2 separate regions of the Mus musculus genome follow, and region 1 is linked to region 2. The links are chromatin contacts, called in public Hi-C maps. All regions are on one chromosome and are shown on one strand. Each heading gives the region's core, a stretch centred on a gene start, on an enhancer-like site or on the middle of the called end of the contact. The rest is flanking DNA. Distances are from core to core; before and after follow the strand shown.

Region 1 (6,758 bases), core at 3,517-6,016, 130 kb after region 2:
ACTGGGCAGATGGACAGATGGACGGATGGATGGATGGATGGATGGATGGATGGATGGATGGATGGACAGATGGATGGATGGGTATATGGATGGATGTGTAGATTATTGGACTATTATGGATAAGTGGATCTATGGATGAATGATTGACAGATGAGTAACGTGAATAGTTGAATGGTTGAGTTGATGGATAGATGAATTCATAGGTGATGGATAGATAGATAAATGAAAAAGTGGATAGATGGATGGTTGATGAATAGATGGCAGATAGATAGGTGGATTGTGATGGACAATGGGTAAGTAATGGATGGATAAATAGATGGATGATGGATAGGTAGATGGTCAATGGATAGATGGCTATGTGATAATGATGAAATGGTTGGCAGAGGGATAAATGGATGAACGATGTTAGATAGGTGGGTGGATGGTAGATGCTGGATGGATAGATGGATGAATGGGTGGATGATATTTGGATGGATGAACAGACAGATAAATAAACCTTCTATTCCTTACAGGGAACATTTTCACAGTCACAGACTAATCTTGTTGATCCACTTTCCTCCATGACGCAGGGTTGGAGGTGAGCTATCCCCATCTAGCACTTGGGACCATCAAGCTTTGAATGTGTGAGTGGAAGGGTGTCTCTGGGTCCAGAACAGGACCAACTGCTCCTGAGGTGCCATGGGACTGCTTGAGGGACCTGATTTCAGAGCCAAAGGGCCCAAGTCAGATATGAGGAAGAGGTTCACAAGCCTGGGTGCTCTCTAGTGGTCCTCTTGACTCTCTGCACTGAACCCTGGAGATTCAGAGGTGACAGAGCTATGGTTCTCTCTCCAGAGGAACACTTGGGGCTCAAATGAGCAGAGGCACTAATTGGTACCAGGTCCCATCGGTACCTATGGGCCTCCTGCAGCAGAGCCCAAGGGAGAGACCAGGAGGGCTCTCAGCAAGGAATGGCGTGCTCACATACCCTGGATGGCTCAGACCCAAGAATTGGGTACATCCCTGGCTGAAGGAAGCAGGGAGCACACTAAGCTATGGGATTCAACAGAGGTCCAGCAGTATGCCCACCTTAAGGGATATGGGGATGTTTACCCAGGTAGACTACAAGGAGTGGAAAACCACCTCAGAACAAGGAATCCTGGTTCACCCCCATGTGTCCCTCACAGCCAAGACAATCTTCCTTATATCCACCCTGAACCCTCCCAGGGGGTCTCCTCAAGTGGATTCTCATTTTCCATTACCTAGGAAATACCAAAGCATGACCCCTGCTGAGACCAGCGCAGCCAAGACCAGCAACAGTGGCGTGAAGCGGACGTAGTCCCGGTTTTTTCTCTTGGTGTTTTTTGGGGGCTTGAACTTCCCCTCTGGCTCAGCAGCTTCCTCTCCATCACCCGCATCGCCCTGACCATCAGCCGCTTGGGGGACCTCGGTGGTGGGCATCCTGGTAGAACAGGGGAGCTGGAAACATCTCGGCATCTGCAAGGGAGCTTTTGCTGAGACCCAGTGGCGCTCAACACCTTTGCATGGAAGGGCAGAGACCCGGAAAGTGGTGACTGAGGGTAGCTGCTAGGCAGCTCATAGGGCATAAAAGTGGCCTCAGGAGGACATCCCAGAAGGCAGGCAGCAGGGCTGGATGGTTTGGCTCTTGGTGGGTCCTTAGGTAGTGCCCACAAACAGGTGGGAACCCTTTCTGCGTGGGTGCTTCATGCAAGCCTCTCAAGACTTTGCACCCATTAGACAGATGAAGCAGGTAAAGCCCAGAGTGTCCTGGGAACCGCCCAGGCCAGGATTTGCCTCATTATTCTGGTATTTGAATGCCATTTACACAGATGAAAAAAAAATGTGGCCCACAGAGGCTAACCCCCCCCCCGCCCTAGTTAAGATCACACAGCTGTAGCTGAGTGTCTCTTTGAGTTTTCCTCTACTCTGGCTATCTCCTAGAATTAACTAGTCATGGCCAAATGACAATGGAATGTCACCTCTTCTTATTCCTTCTGCCACTTTACCTTAGATATTCCCAAGCAAACTTTGGACAAAGAAGGTCACACCCCCCCCCCCCACACACACACACCATAGCAAGGATTTCACTTCCCTGGAACATTGTTCTCTCTCTCTCTCTCTCTCTCTCTCTCTCTCTGTCTGTCTGTCTGTCTGTCTCTCTCTCTCTTTCTCTCTCTTTCTGACACTTATAGATGTCACTGTGACTCCAAAGCATACGCATAGAAAATGTATTTGTGAGAGAATTCACCTAGCCTCCTAGATGGGCTTTCTGCCTCCTGTCCCCTCCTCTATCCCATCCTCCACATTGTCACCCCAAAGATCTCCTGACTCCTGCCCTCATCCACTGGGTCTGAATCCTTCCATGGCTCCCAACAACCACACCATGACGCCCAAGCCTGCTTACCGTCTCTTGTCACACACAACAGCCTTTATTGAAGCCTGTGAGACCTTAGCCTAGTGCCACCACACTGAGGCTGGGTAGCATGTGGGAGCCTTTCCTATGCACTGTCTGGCAATGGGTTCAGGGTCCAGGGTCCTTGGTTACTTAAGCCACTTGTCTCCTTAAACCTGGGCCACCCTTGGTTAAAATCAACACTGGCTTGGGGCCTTGTTTCTCTCAACCTCCCTTTTTCAAAAGAAGACTTGGTGCTGGGGAGATGGCTTGCAAAGTCAAATATCTTGCTGGACGAATATGAGGACCTGGGTTCAGATCCCCAGAAAGTCCTCACATAAAAACTGGATGTACTACCGGGCATCTGTAATCGCAGTGCTCCTACAGCAAGATGGGACACGGAGACAGAAGAAACCTCAGAAGCTCGGGAGCCAGATAACACAGGCAAGATCCTGTCTCAAACGAGGTAGGAGGTGGCGCCCTTTCCTTTAGCTGTCACATGTATGTCCAAACCCAGAGCCAGGAGGCTTGCTTGGCAGAGCACATCTATGATCCTAGGCTCCAGGAGTCTGAGTCTGAGGCAGGAGGATCCCCCTTTCCAGGCCACTCCAGACTGGCTTGTCTCAAACAAGTCGGCCAGTAAGCAAGCAAAACGGGGCAGTCTTTGTTCTCCTGCACCTCTGAGGCAGGCATCTCTGGGAGCCCAGCTCAGGGTGTTTCCCTCAAATGAAGTGGCCGCTGGGTGGAGCAATGGGGCGACCATGTATCCAGGCACTGAGCCTCTTCCTCATCTCATTGCCTGTGGGAAGTAGGGCTCCGTGGCTTAGATCCAGAAAGGATGCTGAGTCTGCCTCTAACCCCTCACCTCTGTGACTGGATGTCACCCCATTTTATTAGAGCTCTCATAGAGATACGCTGGATATGGGGGTGGGGGTCACAGTGAATACAGAGCTCCCACCTCCATCTTCTGTACCCACGAGGATGACCACACCACAGCTTTTGCTATTAGACAATGGCTTGAATTTTCCCGAAGCCCAGTCCATCATAAAAATGGTACCTTCCTGAGAAGGTACCGCACTGAGAACCCACAGCCTTCCTGTGCAGCCCAGACCAGCCTTGGACTCAAAAGTCGCTCCCCACCCCCCCATCAGTGCAACTGACCAGGTGGGTGTGCTCTCTGACCCATGCATAATGTGGAGACCCTTGAAGGACACAATCTTCTCCCCTGGTAGACTGGGCAACAGCTCTGCACCCTCTTCCACCCTCTTGACAGTGGAGAGCCTTGTCCACCCTCTGCGGGCTGAGCTCACAGGTAGCACAGTGGAGATCTGGATTTGACCACAGTGTGAGAGTTCCACTCCAGTCATGGACTGCACGGCAACACACAAGCCCATTTCACCTCCAGCAACCTTGGCTGTTTGCTTCAATGTCTCCTCCTTTTAGTGGTTGGTGAATCAAAAGTCCTGGGAGATGAATTCCCTAAGACTGGCAGAAGGCCCAAGTCGGGACTCTGACCCAAGGACATGGGAAGTACATCTTGGCACTTAGCGGAAGCCCTGCTGTGAACCACTGAAGCTAGGGGCCTGAGTGTGAGCCATGGGGAAGGGATGGTTAGGAGCTCTGGCCACACACATGACCCATGTGCACCCACCTCCAGATGTGTAGAGATGGAGATGCATGCATGCGCGCACGCACATACAGGCACGAACACATGAATACACGTACACATACCTGCACACACACATGCACACACACACACACACACACACACACACACCAGCTCCAGGCTACAAGCCAAGAGTCCTGTGTGTAGATCCCACATGGATACAGATTAGGGCTTGGGCTCTCTCTTGCTCTCCAGAAAGCCTGGGATGTGAAGTTGTATATGAAATGAGAAATTAGGCAACCAGGTCCATACACTGGGCCTCCCCTTTCTCTGCACACCCGAATCGCAGGCCACCGGGTCCCTGGAAGCCCTCTGGTACCCTGCACCCTCAGCTGCGCTAGGTTCGCTCCACCTAACCTTCCCCAACAGCAGCTTGGTGCACCCTGTGGCCTCTATGCCAGGTCACTCTGGCCGAGGAGCCCCTGCAAGCCGTTCAAAGGCCTAGTCACCAGGCTATTGACCAGAGATCCTGGTTCTCTGTCCCAGAGGCCCCTGCTTACCTTCAAGAGTGGAAGGTAGGTGCCGGGCCTGCACACAGGCCTGGAGGCCTCTGTTTATCCAGGCCAAGGTCTTTCCACCCCCAACTGGCCAGCTTAGGTTGGATCAATGGCCTGGAGCCATGGCTGGGGTGTCTGGCCCTTGTCCCTTGTGGCCTGTGGCCCCAAGTTCCATGGGCCTCTCCTGTCAGGTCCAGGGCGACAATGAAACTGAACACAGGTAAACAGGCAGGAGGCAGGAGGCAAGTAGTTAGTGCCCGCCTCTCTAACCCCGCCCTGCCCCATGGGTGCCCAGGGGGCTGGACCTGCAGGAGCAGGAGACCTGAGCTCTCCCCCGGGGCCTGTTGCTTGGTGATATTCCTGCCTGGTTACAGCCCCTGGTCCCCTAACAGGGTGAATGGGAAACTGCAGAGGCAGATTCAGGTGAGAACAGGGGCTCACACAGCTGACACTGGCCAGAAAGTCCTGGGCCCGTGACTTCTGGGGATAGGAGAGAAGTGGGCCGGGGGAGAGGTGCACTTGACACTCTCTTCCATGAATCTAGGAATTACTGGTATTCTACAAAACCCTGCTGTCCACTGGCCACACATGTCCCTTGGACATGAAATAGAGCCAGAATGAGCAGAGATGGGCTCTTAGGTAAGACACGTTCCAGATCATGAGCAAGAAAAACAACATTATGAACTAACCAGTAACCCCCTGGAGCTCATGTCTCTAGCTGCATATGAATCAGAAAATGGCCTAGTTGGCCATCAGTGGAAAGAGAGGCCCATTAGTCGTGCAAACTTTATATGCCTCATTCCAGGAGAACGACAGGGCCAAGAAGTGAGAGTGGGTGGGTGGGGGAGTGGGTGGGGGAGTGTGTTGGGGACTTTTGGGATAGCATTGGAAATGTAAATGAAATAAATACCCAAGAAAAATAAATAAATAAAAAAAAAGTCAGTCGTTGCATTGCTCATTTGGGTACTGATTGCAGATTGAAATGTTAGCTTGGCTGCTCTCTTGGGCTAGAGGAGCTGTGCAAAGATGAGTCCCACCTACTTTTCTGTGTTTTGATGGGATCTAGAAAACTGAGGCGACAAGCGAGGCTCATGTTAGAATTAGATGGGACAGTGCTGCTGCAGAGGGACTGAGTCTCACCCAGACACGTGATCACCATGTAGCAGCTGGAGACTGGGGAGCGAGGAAAGAGAGTGTGCAAGCTGGGAAGGAAAGGATGGACCCTCACAGGGTCAAGGGTCAGACCTACAAGTTTGGGCAAGGGCCCAAGCAAGAGCTGTCAGGGCATGATGGTAAGGAGAGCTACCGGCCAGGTCACATGGTGTGAGCCAGGGGTTCCTGTAGAGAACTGTGTGTGAATTTGAGGCTCAGTGTGCTGTGAACATGTGTTTCCCCATGTGTGTGCGTGTGTGTGTGTGTGTGTGTTGGTGCGTGCACACCAGGCATGTAGGAAATATGTGTACAGTGTAGAGTATATGTGTGGACAGATGATGTATGTTAAGAATGTATATCTGGGGCGTGTAAAAATCAAATGGATGATAGCCATGCCTGTAGGGTGGAGTGGGTCTGTGTAGGCCGTGGAGCGTGGGGATCTGCGTGTGAGCGTAAGTGGGTATGTGCCTGTCCACAGAGTGAGACGGACATGGGTTGTGAGGCACAGATGGAGCAAGAGATGTGCACGGGGCGTGAGGGGCAGTATGGGAAGCTATGGAGGGTGAACTGAGTGTGGAGAGAGTGTGAAGAAATGCCTGCTCTGAGATGCCGGCAGCATGGTCAGTGGACATAGGCCATTCTGGGCTAGAGGAAGCAGGGTGGATCCCTGGCCCCAAGTCATGATCCCTGGATGTTTCATTGGCGCCATTAGCCCTGTCTGGGCCAACAAGAAAACGGTTCGTGAAAGCCTAGCATGGTGGGAATGGAAAGGTCTTGTAGCTGGGTATGACTCAGCGTGAAGGTGGCTCTCCTTACTGTCCCCTGACAGCCCTGTCTGGGTCCTTGTCTGAACATGTGGGCCTGACCCTTGACCTGTGAGGGTCCATTCTTCCCTCAACACGAATTCCCAGCCCAGTACCTTCTCCTCACTCTCTCCCAATCTCCAGCTTCCACACTGCAAACTAGGAACAGGAGCTCAGGATGGGAATGAAGTCCATATACCACTGGGACACAGGCACCCTGAGCCCCTCTTCTGTGCCCTGTCCTGTCC
Region 2 (7,545 bases), core at 4,865-7,364:
TAGGTAAGAGATAGATAAAGATAAAAACATAGATAGATGATAGATAGATAGATAGATAGATAGATAGATAGATAGATAGATGATAGATAGATAGATAGTTGATACATGATAGAGAGACAATAGATAAAAGATAGATGATAGGTAGATAAATTATAGACATAATGATAGATGATTGAAAGATAGATGATAGATGGATAATAGATAAATAGATGAATAGATAGACAGACAGACAGACAGATAGTTGATACACGAATAAATAGGCACGTGATGCAGGCACATGGATGGTTGCAAGAATAGATGTGCACATACAGAGATGAATAATACATAGGTACATGGATGAACTGATAAATGGATGATAGAAGGACAGATGGGTGTAGGCTGTGTGCATCTTGACTCAAGTTTCAAATGCCGGTAGGAGAAGGGGTCACAGCAATGGCTCTGCAACTCTGGTACTTCCCAAGAGAACTCAATGAAAACAAGGAAATCCCCAGACTTCAGAGAAAGGGGAACTGGGAAGCAGAGGGGCCTGTGGGAGACCTGATGGTAAACTAAGCAGAGGCAGGGAGAGCACCAGGCTCTGCCTGTGCTGGAGAACATAGCTGGGTAGGTGTGTGCAGACAGAAACAAGAGAGCAATCACACCTAGGCTTGCCCCGACCCCACGGCCACATCCATCAAAGGTGTGGGTCTCAGCTCCTCTATGTGGCCTGGTGCAAGCTTAACAGCAGCTTCACTCTCACCTCTCCACACTGCAGTGTGGTCTGAGGAAGGATCTGCTGCCTCAGAGGCCATCAATCCATCTCTTCTATGTTCCTGCTTTAGCACAATGAGGCTTAAGAGAAGGGAACAGCTCTAGGGCAGCATGCATCAGGGCCTCTTCTCTGGGTTCAGGTCACTTGGCATCGCAGGGTACTGGACAGCTCTCAGCCTTACGCATCTTTTTACAGCCACAAAGGATGCAGTCTAGGAGGGAAGAATCACAAGCCCTGTAAGATGAGTGGAGCCAAACCCCCAGCCAAGCACCAATACAGAACCCCGGGACAATGAGGACACCCCCCTGCCCATAGCTTCCAGTGCAGCCACCAAAAGTGCCAAAATGGACCAGCAAATGGCACTCACATGGGGGCTGTGCTACATGGCACTGGTGGCTCTCTGTTGGGGACACGGGGTGACAGAGGCAGAAGGTAAGTCTGAAGACACCTGCCCTTTATCTCCCTTTTTAGTGTTGAGCCTGGTGGGATCTGAACCCACCATAAGCCCAGCAGCCCCCAGAAACCCTGCAGCTCCACCCACTGTATCCAGCTCTGGTTTTTCCTGTCTCTCCTACATTCTTTCTCTCCTTGAGGGTGCCCCTGGCCCCTCTCTTCCCTGTTCTTCATATTCCTGGTCCTCCTTGTCTGGCTCTGGAGCATCCAGCTCAATGGTGTCCCTCTCCAGCCATATTACTCAATGCATCCCCTAAAACCTCAACCTCCAATGAGCCAGCATCTTCTCTGCCTCTCCCCCACACCCCCATTCCTTTAAGGACTGCCAGGACGCCTAATTCTTGGTCTTGGGAGCTTCAGCCTAAAGACCTGTCCCCAAAATATCTCTAGCCTTCTCCTCTATCCAGAGGCCCTATGGGATGCCCTGTTCCCAGTGCCCCATGGATTTCCTCCATGACAAGGTAGGAGCCACTTTCTCTTTCGAATCCCAGCTTTAGAGAGATGCAAAGGCTTAGCAGATCAGGACCCTAGAAAGGGATATACTAGCTACTTCTCAGGCACTGCTGTGTCCGTAATGGCCAAGTGACACCTCAGAGAACAGGGTCAGGCCTGAGCAATGCCCTACATGAGGGCAGGTGCAGCACAGAACATATATCATGGCTGAGAATCCACTGGGATCTCATGTTCCTGACAGAAAAGGAACGTCCTCAACAGGATCCACCACACAGCCACACCAGGCTCAGGCCCTCTACCTGGTCACCTGGGCCTGAGCAGGAAGCCAGAGACCAGGGCTTTGTGTGCATGTCTTTAATGGGAGCCCTCAGGAAACAGAGGCAGGAGGATCTCTGTGAGTTTGTCGCTATATGGTTTTCAAAGGAAGTTTCAGACAGCCTGGGTTACATAGAAAGACCCTGTCTCAAAACAAACAAATGAAAAAAACACTCCTGTGGGACAGGAGTGAGGGGGATGGGGACACCTGGACACCTGGAGGGGAGAGGCTGGCTCTCCTGATCCTCTGCTTCTCCTTGCCAGAAACGGTCCCTCTGAAGACTCTGCAGTGCTACAATGACTACACCAACCACATCATCTGCAGCTGGGCGGACACAGAGGATGCCCAGGGGCTAATCAACATGACCCTCTATCACCAGCTAGAGAAGTGAGTGCCACTGAGCCCATTGGTATTGCTAGCCACCACCACCTCTCTCCCCACCACTGTGTTGTCAGTGATTGTGGCCATCATCCCCGGTCACCTGACCTGTGGGCTACCCGGCCATCCCAACACCTGCAGCTTCTGCAGCTCTAGACCTGTCCAGCCCTGAGCATCCTGTCTCTCTCCTCCACTCCTCATCAACCTGGCCCGAGGAGCTGCTGATCTCATAGTCCCCCTGTCTCTCCTGTATTCCTGGCCTGAACACACTCCCCCAGGATTTGACTATCTCCAAGGAAACCAAACTGCCCCTGCCACTGAGAAATACCCATAGCCAAATGGCCAGGGCCAAACCATGTTCTCCCAACCCACCCAAGATGACCTCCTGTAGCTTACCTTTACTACTGTCATGGTCCCCTGATGTCTCTGACACCTCTTTCTGCTCTATTTGCTTCCCTTTTCTCTCCTGTCTACTGTAGAGTGTGAGATCTGTAAATGAAGCCCTGGCTTCCTATCTACATGCAGTCATTTGGGGGGGGGGGCTCATGGGCAGAGACTCTCTGGGGAGAATGGCCAACTTTAGCACAGACATCCCTGCCTAGCACACAAGCATCTCTCTATGCTTTTATTTGAGTAATCCATTTCTCTGACTCCAAATGCCACAAACTGGTTTCCACTCTTGCTCCAGGGATTGTCCTGCTTCTGCTGTCTCCACATCTCACTTTATTAGCTGGGAAGAGATGACAGCTTGACTAAATGACTGTGGAGGCTGGTTTTAAAAGTCTCCTACCTCCTTTTCTTCTCCTTATTTAACACTACTAAGTTTATCCCCCAATGAAATACACGTCTGACCAACTTGGAAACCACCACCAGCATCCAATCTACTTAGTATGACCAGGATGGAACTATCTTGCTAGTTCATCATCCTAACCAATCAATCCCTGCACCAAAACACGCCCCTCACTTTATTACCCTCAATCCCTGCCTGCTTGCTACTAACAAACACATGAAACCTACTTTCCTTGCCAGCAGACCCATGACTGTTTTGCTTACAGCAGGAAAGCCAGTACTGAGGGACAAGTCATTAGGGCCACGGATAGGACAGACTGACAAGCATACAAACTAAAGAAGATGCCAGCGAGGGAGTTGCCCAAGAGCACCCTGCACTGACGTCACAAGTGTAGGAATTCAGTGGGGACTTGGAGAGAGGGTCCTTTTGGTCTCAGGGCTTTGAGGCAGTTACCAAGTGATCCTAAGGTTCAGAGTGATCTGGGACACAGTGCTACGGTTATATGAAGGTCACTGGCTGTCCTAGGTGCTGGACATCTACAGAGAAATTACTAGTCTGCAAGCTTTGTGAGCTTGTCTCTTCAGTTTCTTTTCTAAGGAATAGTAACCTTGATACAGGCGAAGATACAGAAGAGGGGAGGAGAGCAGACAAACTTCCCCTAGAGAATGACCTTGACCTGGTTATCTGACCTTGATCAGAGGTGGTGTGCACATGAAAGCTCACCCAGAAGACCAAGAATAACACACTGCTCAACAGCATGGCTGCCAAAATTAGTGATGTTTAAAGTCAACTAGAAGTCTCTGAAGCTAAGGACGTCTTAGGCTCCACCTGGATGCAGTCAGATTTCTTGTGATGTGCTGTAAGCAAGCTCTTTAACTAGATAGGTGCTAGACTGTACATGCGCCAGTCTATGCTTCCAGTTACAGGCCTGGTGGCAGCTTCAGGGACTTTGTACTTGCTGCAGTCAGCCTGCTGCAGAAATTGCCTGCTTTCCCTGCAAGTCCTCGGAGATTCTGGTCAAACTGTGCATGCAGTGAGTCTATCCGTACTCCCCACAGACCCTTCCAGATTCCTCAGCCTTGTCTGTTGTATTCAACAATTTCCAATGACAACATACTACTTTGTGATCCAGTGTGTGCCTGTTCCTTCCATCAGGATGCTCACTGCATGTGTGTGTGTGTGTGTGTGTGTGTGTGTGTGTGTGTGTCTGTGTTGTGTGTATAAGTGTATATCTTTTTTATATGTATATGTGTTTGTATATGTGTGTATAGGTGAGTGTCTCTGTCTATACATGTGTATATCTCTTTATATATGTGTGTGTGTATGTCTGTGTGCATGTGTGTGTGTCTGTTTCTGTGACTCTCTGTGTGCTTGTATATATGCTGTGTGTGTCTCTGTGCTCATGTGAGTCTCAGTCTCTGTATTTCTGCATGTTTCTTTGTATGTATATGCATGAGTGTTTGTGTGTGTGTGTGTGTTGCTCATTGCCAGACACTGCCCTTGGATAAAAGCAGGGACATAGTAGAAACTAATGAATGCTCCCTAACAGAAAACAGCCAGTGTCCTGTGAGCTCAGTGAGGAACTCATGTGGTCAGAGTGCCCGTCATCCCACCGCTGTGTGCCCAGAAGATGTGTCATCCCCTATACACGATTTTCCATCACAAACGAAGACTACTACTCCTTCCGGCCAGATAGTGATCTGGGCATCCAGCTCATGGTGCCACTTGCCCAGAATGGTGAGGAGCGGAGGTCCTGCCTAGGCAGTGGGTGCAAGAGTGGGCAGGATACTGGGATGGGCTAGAGTGAGGTTCTCCCAGAATTAGGGACCATGTCTTGGGGTTGGAAGAGATGTGATGTGGGGACTCTGCCCAAGGATGATCCTGTTCCAGCTGCTTCTGCCACCTATCAAGCCACAAAGCTTCCTCCACAGGAAGAGCTGTGCCTGTGCCTCCTATAGGACTTTCCAGGTGACAGAACTCTGCTCTCTCTTGCTTTCGCCCATGGCTGCAACACCTTGCCCTATTGCAGAGGTCCTCTGATTTTTGTGGAGCAGAGATGACCACAATAGGTCACATTGTCAGGCTCTTTCCATGCTTCTGACCCAGAGCCAGGGTCTGCGCCACCCTCTCTGGACCACCGAGTGTGCAGGCAGCAGGCCCACAAGGCCCATTGTCACAGCATGACCTTAAGTGGGGCCAAAAATCATCTGTGTGGTTCTCTTGGGGACTGTAGCCGACATGTCACCCACACTGCAGAATAATGGGAAAACCATGGCTTGTATTGTTCTTCTAAGCCCCAGCTTAGATGTCAGACTCTCAGGGGAACACTGTGAGTCCTCTTTGCCCGCCAACAATGTTAGATTGAATGCTCTCATCACATCATTGCTGCTGGTGTCTGAAAGAGTCCCTGCCCCTGGGGCTCAGAGGTGCAGACTGAAGGGTTAGGCATCAGCTGCCACATCCAGGGATGGAAAGCAAAGGGCTCTGGCAATCAGGAAGGGCTTCCCAGAAGGAAGGAAGGAGCTCTGCAGCCAAGTCCTTGCTCTGGGAGGATCACAGAGCCAGAAGCAATTCTTAGCCAGGAAACCACGTGTGCAAAGGGGGCTTGCAGGGGGAGATCTGAGGGAGTGGGGCATGCTGGGTACACCAGGCATGTGCACTGTGTTCCAGGAAGCATCGAGTTCCAAAGGCTAGACAATGGCAGGGAAATCATGGGATACAGACAGCTGCATCTCTAGCCTTGAACTAGGGAAGGGGGGACAGGGAAAAGAAACCCTTAGCCTGATGTGACAAGACAGACATGGGGTTACAATGAGCTGCAGTGGGACAAGAAGAAGGATAAAGGCTTCTGTCTGGGAACTGGAGTCCAAGAAAGTCATCAGGGCGGTCCTACACTTATGCAGGGCAAGGACAGTCAGTGATAGGCACTTGAACTGTGAGGAGGCTGTGTGGCAGGAGAAGAGGCTCCCTGGCTCACAGCACCGTCTGCTGGTCAGAAAGCATCAGTGCACAGCAGGGCAGGAGGAGGCCCCACTGAGGAGAATGTAGGGCAGAATTACTGTCAAATCTGCAGTTTGCAGGTTTCAGGCCTGAAGCTGAATGGTGTGAGCCAAAGTGGCACCCAGATCACCAGGCCACCCGCAGCTCCCTCGGTGTGCAACCCGATTAACCCTCTGCTTCCCTCTCTATAGTGCAGCCACCACTTCCCAAGAACGTCAGCATCAGCTCCTCTGAGGATCGTTTCCTGCTGGAGTGGAGTGTGTCCCTTGGGGATGCCCAGGTCTCCTGGCTTTCATCAAAGGACATAGAGTTTGAGGTGGCTTATAAGCGGCTTCAGGACTCCTGGGAGGTAGGACCCTGAGCCGTCTGTGTCCACCCTTGGGTGATGGCATGTCAGGTTCCTCCTTCAGCTCCCATATCTCCACAGGATGCCTACAGTCTCCACACTAGCAAATTTCAGGTGAATTTCGAGCCAAAGCTATTCCTACCCAACAGCATCTATGCTGCCCGTGTGCGCACTCGGCTGTCCCCGGGTTCAAGCTTGTCTGGGAGACCCAGCAGATGGAGCCCAGAGGTTCACTGGGACTCCCAGCCAGGTAATGGAGCTGGGAGGACATGCCCCTTTTAGGAGACTAGAAGTGGGGACAGTCTAGGTCCGAGTAAGGCTCCAGGATCTGCCCTACCTCGACATTGGAGCCTCCCACCAGCCCTGTGTCCCCCGTAGTCTCTCTGGGCCACTCTGTGTCACACACTCTTGGCTCTCTGGCAGCAAACATGTTCTGTTAATGACCTCAATAGCAGCAGCAGAGGCCCATGTGTTTACAAGCGCTGGGCTGTGTGTAGGGTCACCTGAGTCCCTGAGTTCATTCAAACACTCAATATTTAGAGCTGGCTCCTCCCTCACGATGGCGCAGACGTACTGGATTCTTCCCTAGCTGGGGACACACAGCAGGCAGGCTCAGAGCACAGTGGGCTGATGGTCACAGCCAGGTCTGCTGCCCTCAAGGATCTCCTCTGTGTGATTAACCTCGTGCCCCAACCATTGAGGGAGGGTGGACTGACTGAATGAGGGTATGTTGCCACAGGGGACAAGGCCCAGCCACAGAACCTTCAATGCTTCTTTGATGGGATCCAGTCCCTCCACTGCTCCTGGGAGGTGTGGACCCAGACGACTGGCTCTGTTTCCTTTGGGCTCTTCTATCGCCCCAGCCCTGTAGCTCCGTGAGTGTCCCCTGTCCATCTTGCCTTGTTTCTTCTTATCCCCAGGACCATACCTCTTTGAGGTCTTAGATGGATCTGACATTCCCCCAACCCTGCTCTCAGCTCAACTTATTTCCCTAGGGAGGAGAAATGCTCTCCGGTGGTGAAGGAGCCGCCGGGGGCCAGTGTCTACACCCGCTACCA

The links. Hi-C and Micro-C count contacts between places; a contact is called where the count stands out from the background.
Region 1: a contact with region 2 is called in a Hi-C map of liver, with 2.4 times the contacts expected there. The contact joins the promoter of Tmprss6 here to the enhancer-like site in region 2. A contact is called at or near these places in 5 of 39 promoter capture datasets (the HPC-7 cell line, the SN4741 cell line, embryonic stem cells and 2 more), 1 of 484 Hi-C or Micro-C datasets (liver) and 1 of 9 other capture datasets (liver).

What each region holds. Positions count from the first base shown.
Region 1 is chr15:78,463,868-78,470,625 of GRCm38.p6, forward strand. It overlaps Tmprss6 (transmembrane serine protease 6), which reads right to left and starts at 4,767. Exons shown (of 18, transcript NM_027902.2): 1 at 4,559-4,767; 2 at 1,242-1,476. The coding sequence starts at 1,476.
Region 2 is chr15:78,334,112-78,341,656 of GRCm38.p6, forward strand. It overlaps Csf2rb (colony stimulating factor 2 receptor, beta, low-affinity (granulocyte-macrophage)), which reads left to right. Exons shown (of 14, transcript NM_007780.4): 2 at 947-1,183; 3 at 2,237-2,360; 4 at 4,691-4,878; 5 at 6,333-6,490; 6 at 6,569-6,737; 7 at 7,227-7,362; 8 at 7,483-7,545. The coding sequence starts at 1,096. Among named protein-coding and RNA genes, the nearest start is that of Mir7676-2, 11 kb to the right of the region's middle. Within about 2 kb of position 6,115, at least 29 of the 459 cell types and tissues checked have an H3K27ac peak or open chromatin away from gene starts, as enhancers often do. A contact at or near this core is called in liver, where this site is marked.